3 separate regions of the Mus musculus genome follow, and all the other regions are linked to region 1. The links are chromatin contacts, called in public Hi-C and HiCAR-type maps. All regions are on one chromosome and are shown on one strand. The core of a region is the stretch at or near the end of the contact, and the rest is flanking DNA. Distances in the headings are between cores, read along the strand shown. Region 1 holds the start of Tmem67 (transmembrane protein 67). Region 2 holds the start of Otud6b (OTU domain containing 6B). Region 3 holds the start of Pip4p2 (phosphatidylinositol-4,5-bisphosphate 4-phosphatase 2).

Region 1 (2,725 bases), core at 76-2,575:
GTGAGGAAGGCTGTTCTCTGCAGTGTAGTATGGTTTTGTGCATGCTCTATTTCTAGGCAATCTGTGAGCCCCTGACCCACCCCTGAAAACTTCCACTGGGGGGCGGGGATGTGAGGCAATTGTAAAATATACAAATCAAAAAGGTTTCTTTTTTTTCTTTTCATCATAATGAACCGCTTTGGAAGTGGAAAGCTGCAGAGTTTTCCATCCTCTCCTGTGATTTCTGTTAAACCTGAGAAAAACAGGGCAGTTGCATAGGCAGATAAAAGCAAGCTGTATTTACAACAGGCCTTCGGGCTGCCTTACCTAAAGTATGTATTACAGAAAGCATCCCTTCAACCTTTTATTACTGTGCTGTTAGGTGTATGTGACAATTCCCAACAATCACACTATGTGGCAGTTCTCCAGTCGGGGGTTTATTGGGATGGGAAATAGAGTTATCCTCTGGGAGAGGGAGGAGAACCAGGGACAGGGGAGAAAGGGAGAATGAGGCTTTTATTAGGCATTGTTGCGCTAACAGTCTGCAAGGCTGTGCACTTTAATAGGCAATATTCATGTATATCCAAATTTGGTTCTCAAACCAAGTGAGATGAGGTGTATATGTAGGGTGCTTTATGCACAATACAGAGAAAGTATGAAATCAAGATTCAGTAGGCAAGGTTTCTCCTAGACTTTTGTCATAAAGGTATTATATATAAAATCAATGAGGGTTTCTGTTTGTATTGCTTTGCTAAAACTCAAACTCAGGACTTGAAACAATCCCTACCCTTAGTGTTTTTTAAATAATGTAAAAACAAAGCCGGGCATGGTGGTGCACGCCTTTAATCCCAGCACTGTAGAGGCAGAGGCAGGCGGGATTTCTGAGTTCGTGGCTAGCCTGGCCTACAAAGTGAGTTCCAGGACAGCCAGGACTATACAGAGAAACCCTGTCTCGAAAATCAGAACAAAACAAACAAAAAAAGTAAAAACATAGGGCACCTCCTTTGTTGTCAAAATTAATCCCCTGGGTAAACTGTCATGTAGGTGTGATTGCCACTTTCATGAAACACTTTTAAGTGCTAAAACCATATATTTTCCATTGCTGTAGTAGTATTTCCTGACACGGTAAATTGACTGCGTCCCAGAGTTTTAAATACATTTTAAATAACCGCCCCTAATTTATTTAGCATATGTCTGATCCATTGTTTCCCGCGTGCGTGGTAACCTAGCAACCAGGCGTCGCAAGGTTGAGTTTTTTTTTTTTTTTTTTTTTTTTTTTCTGAACCCTGTTGTCCAATCAGCTCAGCGGACTCACCGAGGAGGCTGCTGGGGAGCTGGAGACTGCGGACCCAGGATATGGGTACCATGGTGACGCGTACAAGGCCTGTGGCGGCCATGGCGGTCAGATCTCGTTCTTCATCCCGGACTGGCACCGCCTACCTTCTCTTAGTTCTCTGCGAAGTCTCATGGGCACAAATCTTCTCCTTCCCTTTCCGGCGGCCTGAGACCTGCGACTTCAACCAGTACTTTGACATCTCGGCGCTCTCCTGTGCCCCCTGTGGCGCCAACCAGCGGCGGGATGCACTAGGTGAGGCGGTTTGGGGGTGGATGGACTCTGACCAAAATAAAGCACTCCTGACAGCCAGCACTCCAGACATTTTATTTGGAGAATGTTTCAGAAAATGCACAGCTATCAAACCTAAGAAAGGGTTTCCTGGGAGGATACGGCTGACACAATGAGATCAGTCACCCAGGCGCCACCACCCTACCCTCCTCCAGGAACTCATTCCCCGGAGTCAGTCTCTGGCAGGGAATCCTTAGGATGGCACCTGAAAGCCGCCTAAGAAAAGTAGAATAGAAATAGAAAAGAAATAACCTGAGGCGTCTAGTGAGGTACCCTGACAGGAAAGCAAGGGAAGAAATGTGAATTAGTAAACTCTTGTGACCATTAATTCTACTTCCAAATTCAAGATATTTAAAGCTGTTTGCAACTGTGACTATAATCAGATTTTGTAAGCAAAGGAAACTGAAACCGAGATGTTGTGACATCTGTGTGACATATACTGGAAACTAAGAGAACTCTTGTCTCTTCCTCACTTTCTTTTTTGTTTTTTGTTTTGTTTTGTTTTTCGACACAGGGTTTCTCTGTGTAGCCCTGGCTGTCCTGGAACTCTCACTTTGTAGGCCAGGCTGGCCTCGAACTCAGAAATCCGCCTGCCTCTGCCTCCTGAGTGCTGGGATTAAAGGCGTGGGCCAGGACACCTGGCTTCCCTCACTTTCTACCTCTGCATTCCCAGCGCGTGGCTTTGCATCTGTGGTTACATATTCCCTTAGGACCTGTCCCTTTTATTGTTGATGACTTCTGTTTGCTCACATTGTCCTTTTAGACTTAATTGCATCGATTGGTCTAGTTCTCCCTTAACTACTCAGAATGAGTCTTTTCCTATTTACTGAAGTCTAAAATGCTGTGAATCTCAGACTGGTTAACTCTCCTGCTTTAGGCCTGGTAGAGTCTCACTTAAGGCAGTGCGGATCACTGTGTCAGAAGATGGAGTGTGAAGAGCAAACGTGTTCTGCATTGTATTGCTTTCATGACAATGAATGAAGACGTGTGTGTTGTACATAGACTCCTACAGGTGCTGGCTCTACTTAGTCCTTAGAGAATTCTTTCTTTAACTAGCTGAGTCTACTTGTAATTACAAACAACATTTATTTTCTTTCTAGAGAAAGAGTATTTGAATGAAAG
Region 2 (3,118 bases), core at 300-2,799, 2.7 Mb before region 1:
GGAGATCTCTGAGTTCAAGGTCATCTGGGATTAAAGGCGTGGTGGAACACACCTTTAATCTGCACCACACCTTCTGAAGACTTCCATAAGTATGTTGGAAGAAGGAAGATTTACTCTGTCTTCTTCACCTGCCTACCTTGTGGGACTGAGCAACTGCTAGATCCTTGGACTTCCATTCACAGCTGCTGCTCACCATTGTTGGGGAGTTTGGGCTACAGACCGCAAGTCATCAATAAATTCCCTTGCTATATAGAGACTTTCCATAGGTTCTGTGACTCTAGAGAACCCTGACTAATACAACCCCTTACAGGTTTATACAGTTGTAGGTGCAGTTCATTATTCATCTCTGGAAATAAGTTTTCAATTATTTCCAGAAATATTATTTCAACTTCATTTGTTTTGTTCTGTCTCAGGCATTTATATATAAAAAAGAATATGTTTGTCTATCTATTTTTTTTAAGATCTATTTATTTATTATATGAAAGTACATTGTAGCTGTCTTCAGACACTCCAGAAGAGGGCATCATATTTCGCTATGGATGGTTGTGAGCCACCATGTGGTTGCTAGGATTTGAACTCGGGACCTTCAGAAGAGCAGTTGGCGCTCTTATCCACTGAGCCATCTCGCCAGCCCCTGTCTATCGACTTTTGAGACAGGGTCTCACCTATGTAACTCTCTGGACATCCTGGAACTCCCTATGTAGACAGGCTGGCCTCAAACTCACAGAGATCTGCCTGCCTGCCTCCTAAGTGCTGGGATTAAAGGCCTACACAACCACAATCAGCCCTAAATAGAGATTTTTTTTTTTTTTTAAATTTTACTGGACCAACACTCTGAGTCTTCCACTCCTGCCACCATTCCGTGAGCATTCTTGTTTGCCTTTGCTAATTTGTTTTTGTGGCACACGAGTTACATTTGTTAAATCTTGCCTCAAATCTTCAAAACACCCTGACATCACTGTTAATCGTTTTACAACTGAATTTAGCAAATGGACTTTACTAAGCTTAGTCCTTTTTTATCTCTTTCATCACTTATTTCAAGAGTAGGCATTCCTTACTTAGCGTTTCCCCTTTTACCACATTGTAAAAAAACAAAAAACAAACCATTCCCTAGTGTATGACTAATATAACGTAAAGATCCTCATTGAAAACAAACCACGCTTTTATTAAAATTAAAAAAAAAATCTTTTCAACATGTTTTGGCAAAGAGGACAACTACGGAGCGTTCTAAAGCACAAATTGAAAGCTGTGCGAAAGAACGTCCGTGATGTCATCTCCGTGCGCCCCGTCAGGGCCAATCGCCTGGCGCGTAGCTTTGTGCTGCGGTTGCTCCAGCGCCGGGCGCGTCCTTAATCGCACAATCCCAGCTTCCGGCGCGCCGCCCAGAGCGGTCCGAGCGCGCAGGCGCCCTAGCCCATGTCGGCGTCTCCCGGTTTCAGTGGTTAGACCTGGATCCGGAGCCGCCTTGAGGCGGGGCTGGGCCTTCCCGGCGGCCAATGGCGCCCCGGGTGAGGGTTGAGGAGTGGGAGGTGCTGGCCCTCCTGAGGTGCGGATCTCCTTCAGCGCGGGTGCCGGGCCGCCTGGTCGTCATGGAGGAGGTCGTGGCTGAAGAGCTCGATGATGAGGAGCAGCTGGTGAGAAGGCATCGGAAGGAGAAGAAGGAGCTGCAAGGTGACGGGAAAGGGGCTGGGAATGTAAGAGGCGTCCACACCCAAGGCTGGGAGCGTGGAGTGTGTCCTCTGGTACCTGGACGGGCACACGTCCTGGATCCGTCTAGGCTTTCCCTCAGATAACTTTTGATCAGTCTTCTCCAGCTTTCCCCATTCCCTCGACCCCCTTATTTGCAGTCCCCGGAGATGTCCCCGTGTGCGACCTGCCGTGGACCCCTAGCGGGTCCGGTGCACGTGCTGCTGCTGAGTGATGTGCCTGGAGACCAAAGTCTTGGACCTCCTCTTCCTCCCTTCCCATTCCTGCCCCCGATCCCGACGCCTGGCCTTAGTGGTGTGGTCTGAATTGCTTCTCCTTGGCTTGTCGGTCACAGAGAAAGATATTTAAAAGGCAGAAGTTTTACCTTAGTATAGTTTTTTAACCTTGGTTTTGCCCTGTCAAACCAAACAAATTCGAGATTGTGTTTACGTTGGGTCGCAAGCCTCATCCGGACCTTTCTCCGTAGCTGATTGTTGTGTCATGATTAATTGCTTCTATAATTACTTTACATTCTATAATTGTACCTCTTCCCACCCTCTTAACTGCTTTTCGCTTTTTGGTCCGGGGGCTCTGACACGGCTGTTTTGATGACTTTTTTTAGCCAAAATTCAGGGAATGAAGAACGCTGTTCCCAAAAACGACAAAAAGAGGAGGAAGCAGCTCACGGAAGATGTTGCTAAATTGGAAAGAGAAATGGAGCAAAAACACAGGGAAGAACTGGAGCAATTGAAGCAATTGACTTTCAAGGACAGTAAGGTATGGGGAGCGAAGCTTGTCTCTGAGCCCGAGCAAACAGCTGTCTGAGTGTGTTGAACTGCTTATTGAATACGGTCTCAAAATTCTGAAATCGAGTCATACAGTCACACATCACATTTCCTCGACATTAGTTTTTTTAGACAGAGTGCCTTGTAGTCTAGGCTGTCACCCATGTGGATTTGGAGCAGAGGCTAAACCTTGAACTTTAACTTCAGATCCTACTGGTGTGACTTCACAAGTGCTGGGATTACAGGCATGCACCACCACACCTAGCTGTACATTTCTTTAGTATTTTTGTGACCAGGTTTATGGGCAGATTTTCTTTTTTTAAATGGAAGAACAGCAAAAAAGTGCCTACTTCCTTAACCTAATAACCATGTAAAGTATAAGTTATTGCCAGATAAGGTTTGCCTTGAGTGAAAGTTGGCAGCCGAGACTGCTCGTCAGGAACTCCTGATGAATGAGATTGTAACCTCGGCAAAGCTTCTTAATCAACCCTAGAATAAATTTCTCCACATGGGACAATAAATATGAAATTATAGTTAAGTAGAGAAAGCTGTCCTGAAACTCACTCTGTAGACCAGAAATCCGCCGGCCTCTGCCTCCCGAGTGCTGGGATCAAAGGTGTGCGCCACCATGCCCGGCTCCATGCATC
Region 3 (2,996 bases), core at 296-2,795, 2.8 Mb before region 1:
GACAAAAATTAATAAAACTGAAACACTCATTCAGGAACCTGTGACTAAGGATTAGATAGTACAATATTAATATCAAATGGCCAGTAAGGGAAATCCCCCGACTTCTGGCCAACAAGGGTCACTTGTACGTTTTCTGTGTGTCAGTTCCCTTGGACTTTGCCCCTTTCCTCTCAGGCTGTCAATCACTCTGAATTACTCCCAGCTAACCACAGTTTTCCTTTGTTCTGCTTCTGTTTATAGATTGAGACCCAGAATGTTGATTTTCAAGTTATAAAATGTTAAAAAGAAATGTTAAATGCCAGACAACTTCAACCTGTTGTAGTGTTTCCCGCCCCCCCCCGCGCCCCCCCCTGCCCCATTTCAGACATGAACTTAGAAGTTGTGTTACAAGACACGTGACCTGCTTATATTCCCAAAACACTATTAACTTTGGCCTCCTTGGGTTTTAAACTTCATTCACATCCAGCCAAAAGAGCAAGATGAAGTAAGGTACGCTTGCACGTGCCATATTTAATGATCTCTGTAAGGCTTGCCTTCCAGACTACCGTAGTAAACACTCCCAAAGACTTTGAACAAAGACAGTGCTTGAATAAATCGAATCCTTTGGTAAAGAGACTTCTCCTTCACCACACCATTTCTCCAAATCCCTTTTTAATTCTACACTGAAAAACAAAACTAAAAATATATACGGTATAAACTTGGGGAACTTTTTAGAAGTTAATTTCAACCTCACCCAGACATGCATTTAAAAAATTCCTCCTTCCTAACGGAAGGCTCTTCATTCACCACTGAAGCTATGAAACACACTCCTTACAGGCAGCAATGCCCGTAGCTTAGGAATTTCGGACATATTAGGGATAAACTCTGTTGCTTCTGGTTAGGCAGTTCCCTGCTTGCACTCCGGGGCCGAGTGTAAGGGACTAAGATGTTTCCTGCTGAAGTCCTCTCAAGGGCAGATGCCAGGGTGAGCAGTGCCCCGTGTTTTTCAGCAACCGAAAGCACTTGTGAATGACTGAAGGATCTGCACCACCGCCCAGCTGCACTTAGGGGCTGCTTTGGAAACAGCAGCTCGGAGCTTGGGAAAATTCATGTCCGATCCTGAAGCTGGGAAGGAAGTGTTCAAGCACACACTCCACACCACAAGCAGCAGCAGCGAAGCCCTGCAGACAGGCTTTCGGGTAGGCAGGCAGAGCCTGGGAAGGCATCCTTTTCCCCCAGCCCAAGGGAGAAGCTCTCCTCCGCCTCCGCGCTAGAGCTCCCCGGCATTCATCCTTCCATCCTTCCAGACGTTTCTGCGAGAAGCAGAAAGGTCTATGCCGGCCTTACCTCTGGGGCTGCTTTCCTGCAAGTACGGCGGGGCTGTGGGAGTGACATTTCCCGAATGGGATGCTGACAGCAGAGGCGAACGTTCGTCCACCCCGTCAGCAGCCATGACTGCAGCGACAGCGCGGCGGGCCGCGGGTTGAGCTGGGCTGCGGCTAGGGAGGAGGTGGTGGCCAGCAATGCCGCCGCGCCGCCGCTACGGCCTCCGGGAGGGCCCAGGATGTGTCACAAGGCAGGAGGCGGGGGAGGGGAGGGTGCGGGACCGCGAGGCCGGGGGAAGGGAAGCACGCCGGGAGGCATGCTGGGGGAGGGGACTGGAGAGGAAAGAAAGAGCCCGGGAGGAGGAGGAGGAGGAGGAGGAGAAGGAGGAGGGAGGGAAGAAGTGTGGAGGGAAAGCCAGCCAGTCTGAGAAAAGGGGAGACGGGAGGACTGATTAGGAAGTGGGGGAGGGGAAGAGATCAAGTAAGCAAGAGGAGGGGCAAAGGGAAAGAGAGGGTGAGGAATCTTTTAAACTAAGGGAACCGAGGATAAAGAGCAGCTTTGAGAGGCACTGAAAGGCCTGTACTGGATTACGGGCAAAACCAGAGCAATCAAGTTCAGCTCCTCCAGGAAGTAGGAGAGTCTAACTTGTCTGGTAAACTTTGCAGCTGGGTGAAGAAAACTTATTTCTTGGGTTATCATTTTCTTCGGAGAGGTTTCTTCTTTGTTATGAACCATAGCTGAGAATCTGTTGTCTGAGAAATGTTGGTGCCTGCGCATTAGGCTTTCCTCTTTTCCTTGATTTTTTTTTTTAGGAATAAGAGTGCTGACATTTGATTTTTGGCACTTTAAGCATAAGTGTTAACTTTTACAACTTCCGTTTTACAAAATAGACTGTCATTTTAGTTTTTGTAGAATAATGGGGCTTTTTTGTATAATGTAAAAATTAAACCTTTTTCCTACAAAAGATTTTTCTTTTTTTAAAAAAAGGTCATTGTACTGAAGAGCTAGCACACTGATTAAGGTGCTCACTGATCTTGCTTAGGTCACAAAAGCCAGTTCTCAGCACCCACATTTCGTGGCTCACAAACCACCTGTAACTCTAGTAAAAGGAATCCAATACCTTCATCAGGCCTACATCAACACACACACTCACACACACAGTTTTTTTAATAAATGTTTTTAAATACTCAACAGACTTATTGTCTTATTTTCTATTTACATTTTTGTTACCCTTTTTTGATGTTTTGTCATTTGATTCCAATGCGATTTACATTTTTTAAAAAAACAACAGAAACAAACCAAAGTTTAGAACACATCCAAATAAAAATGCAATCAGAATAATAGCTTTCCTGCTGAGGTTCTTCTGAGTGACTTCGGAAGAATTATTTACTCACCTTCCAGGTGTCCCCAAGTATCTAGGGTGTGGTCTCCATGCTCAAGGTGGCTGAAAAGTCCCACAGTGAAATAGCTGTACCGGAGATTGGGAGTTGCCCCTTACATTTCAGTCCGTATAAACAGCAGACATTCGAAACTACTCAAATCACATTTAGGATCCTCAAGTTGCTCTCTGAAGACATACTCTTTCTTCCTGAATCTATAAAGTACCAACTGGAAACCCTAAGGGAAGGTAAAGAACAATGTTTTCTTTCATGTAGCATCTTTGGGCGGCCAATAACAGGAAGATACAATGC

Evidence for each region. A called contact is a pair of places that touch in the nucleus more often than the background predicts. HiCAR-type assays count read pairs that join an accessible place to other places.
Region 2: a contact with region 1 is called in a HiCAR-type map of astrocytes, with 15 times the contacts expected there. The contact joins the promoter of Otud6b here to the promoter of Tmem67 in region 1. A contact is called at or near these places in 5 of 39 promoter capture datasets (cranial neural crest, embryonic stem cells, hippocampal neurons and 2 more), 1 of 484 Hi-C or Micro-C datasets (CD4 T cells), 5 of 115 datasets of contacts at active chromatin or transcription factors (astrocytes, embryonic forebrain, large pre-B cells and 2 more) and 1 of 9 other capture datasets (adipose tissue).
Region 3: a Hi-C map of B cells shows a contact between it and region 1, with 7 read pairs. The contact joins the promoter of Pip4p2 here to the promoter of Tmem67 in region 1. A contact is called at or near these places in 1 of 484 Hi-C or Micro-C datasets (B cells), 2 of 115 datasets of contacts at active chromatin or transcription factors (embryonic midbrain and pro-B cells) and 2 of 9 other capture datasets (adipose tissue and macrophages).

The regions. Positions count from the first base shown.
Region 1 is chr4:12,086,557-12,089,281 of GRCm38.p6, reverse strand. Tmem67 (transmembrane protein 67) reads left to right here and starts at 1,325. Exons shown (of 28, transcript NM_177861.5): 1 at 1,325-1,567. The coding sequence starts at 1,345.
Region 2 is chr4:14,824,844-14,827,961 of GRCm38.p6, reverse strand. It overlaps Otud6b (OTU domain containing 6B), which reads left to right and starts at 1,549. Exons shown (of 7, transcript NM_152812.4): 1 at 1,549-1,671; 2 at 2,309-2,463. The coding sequence starts at 1,590.
Region 3 is chr4:14,862,768-14,865,763 of GRCm38.p6, reverse strand. It overlaps Pip4p2 (phosphatidylinositol-4,5-bisphosphate 4-phosphatase 2), which reads right to left and starts at 1,545. Exons shown (of 7, transcript NM_028264.4): 1 at 1,327-1,545. The coding sequence starts at 1,432.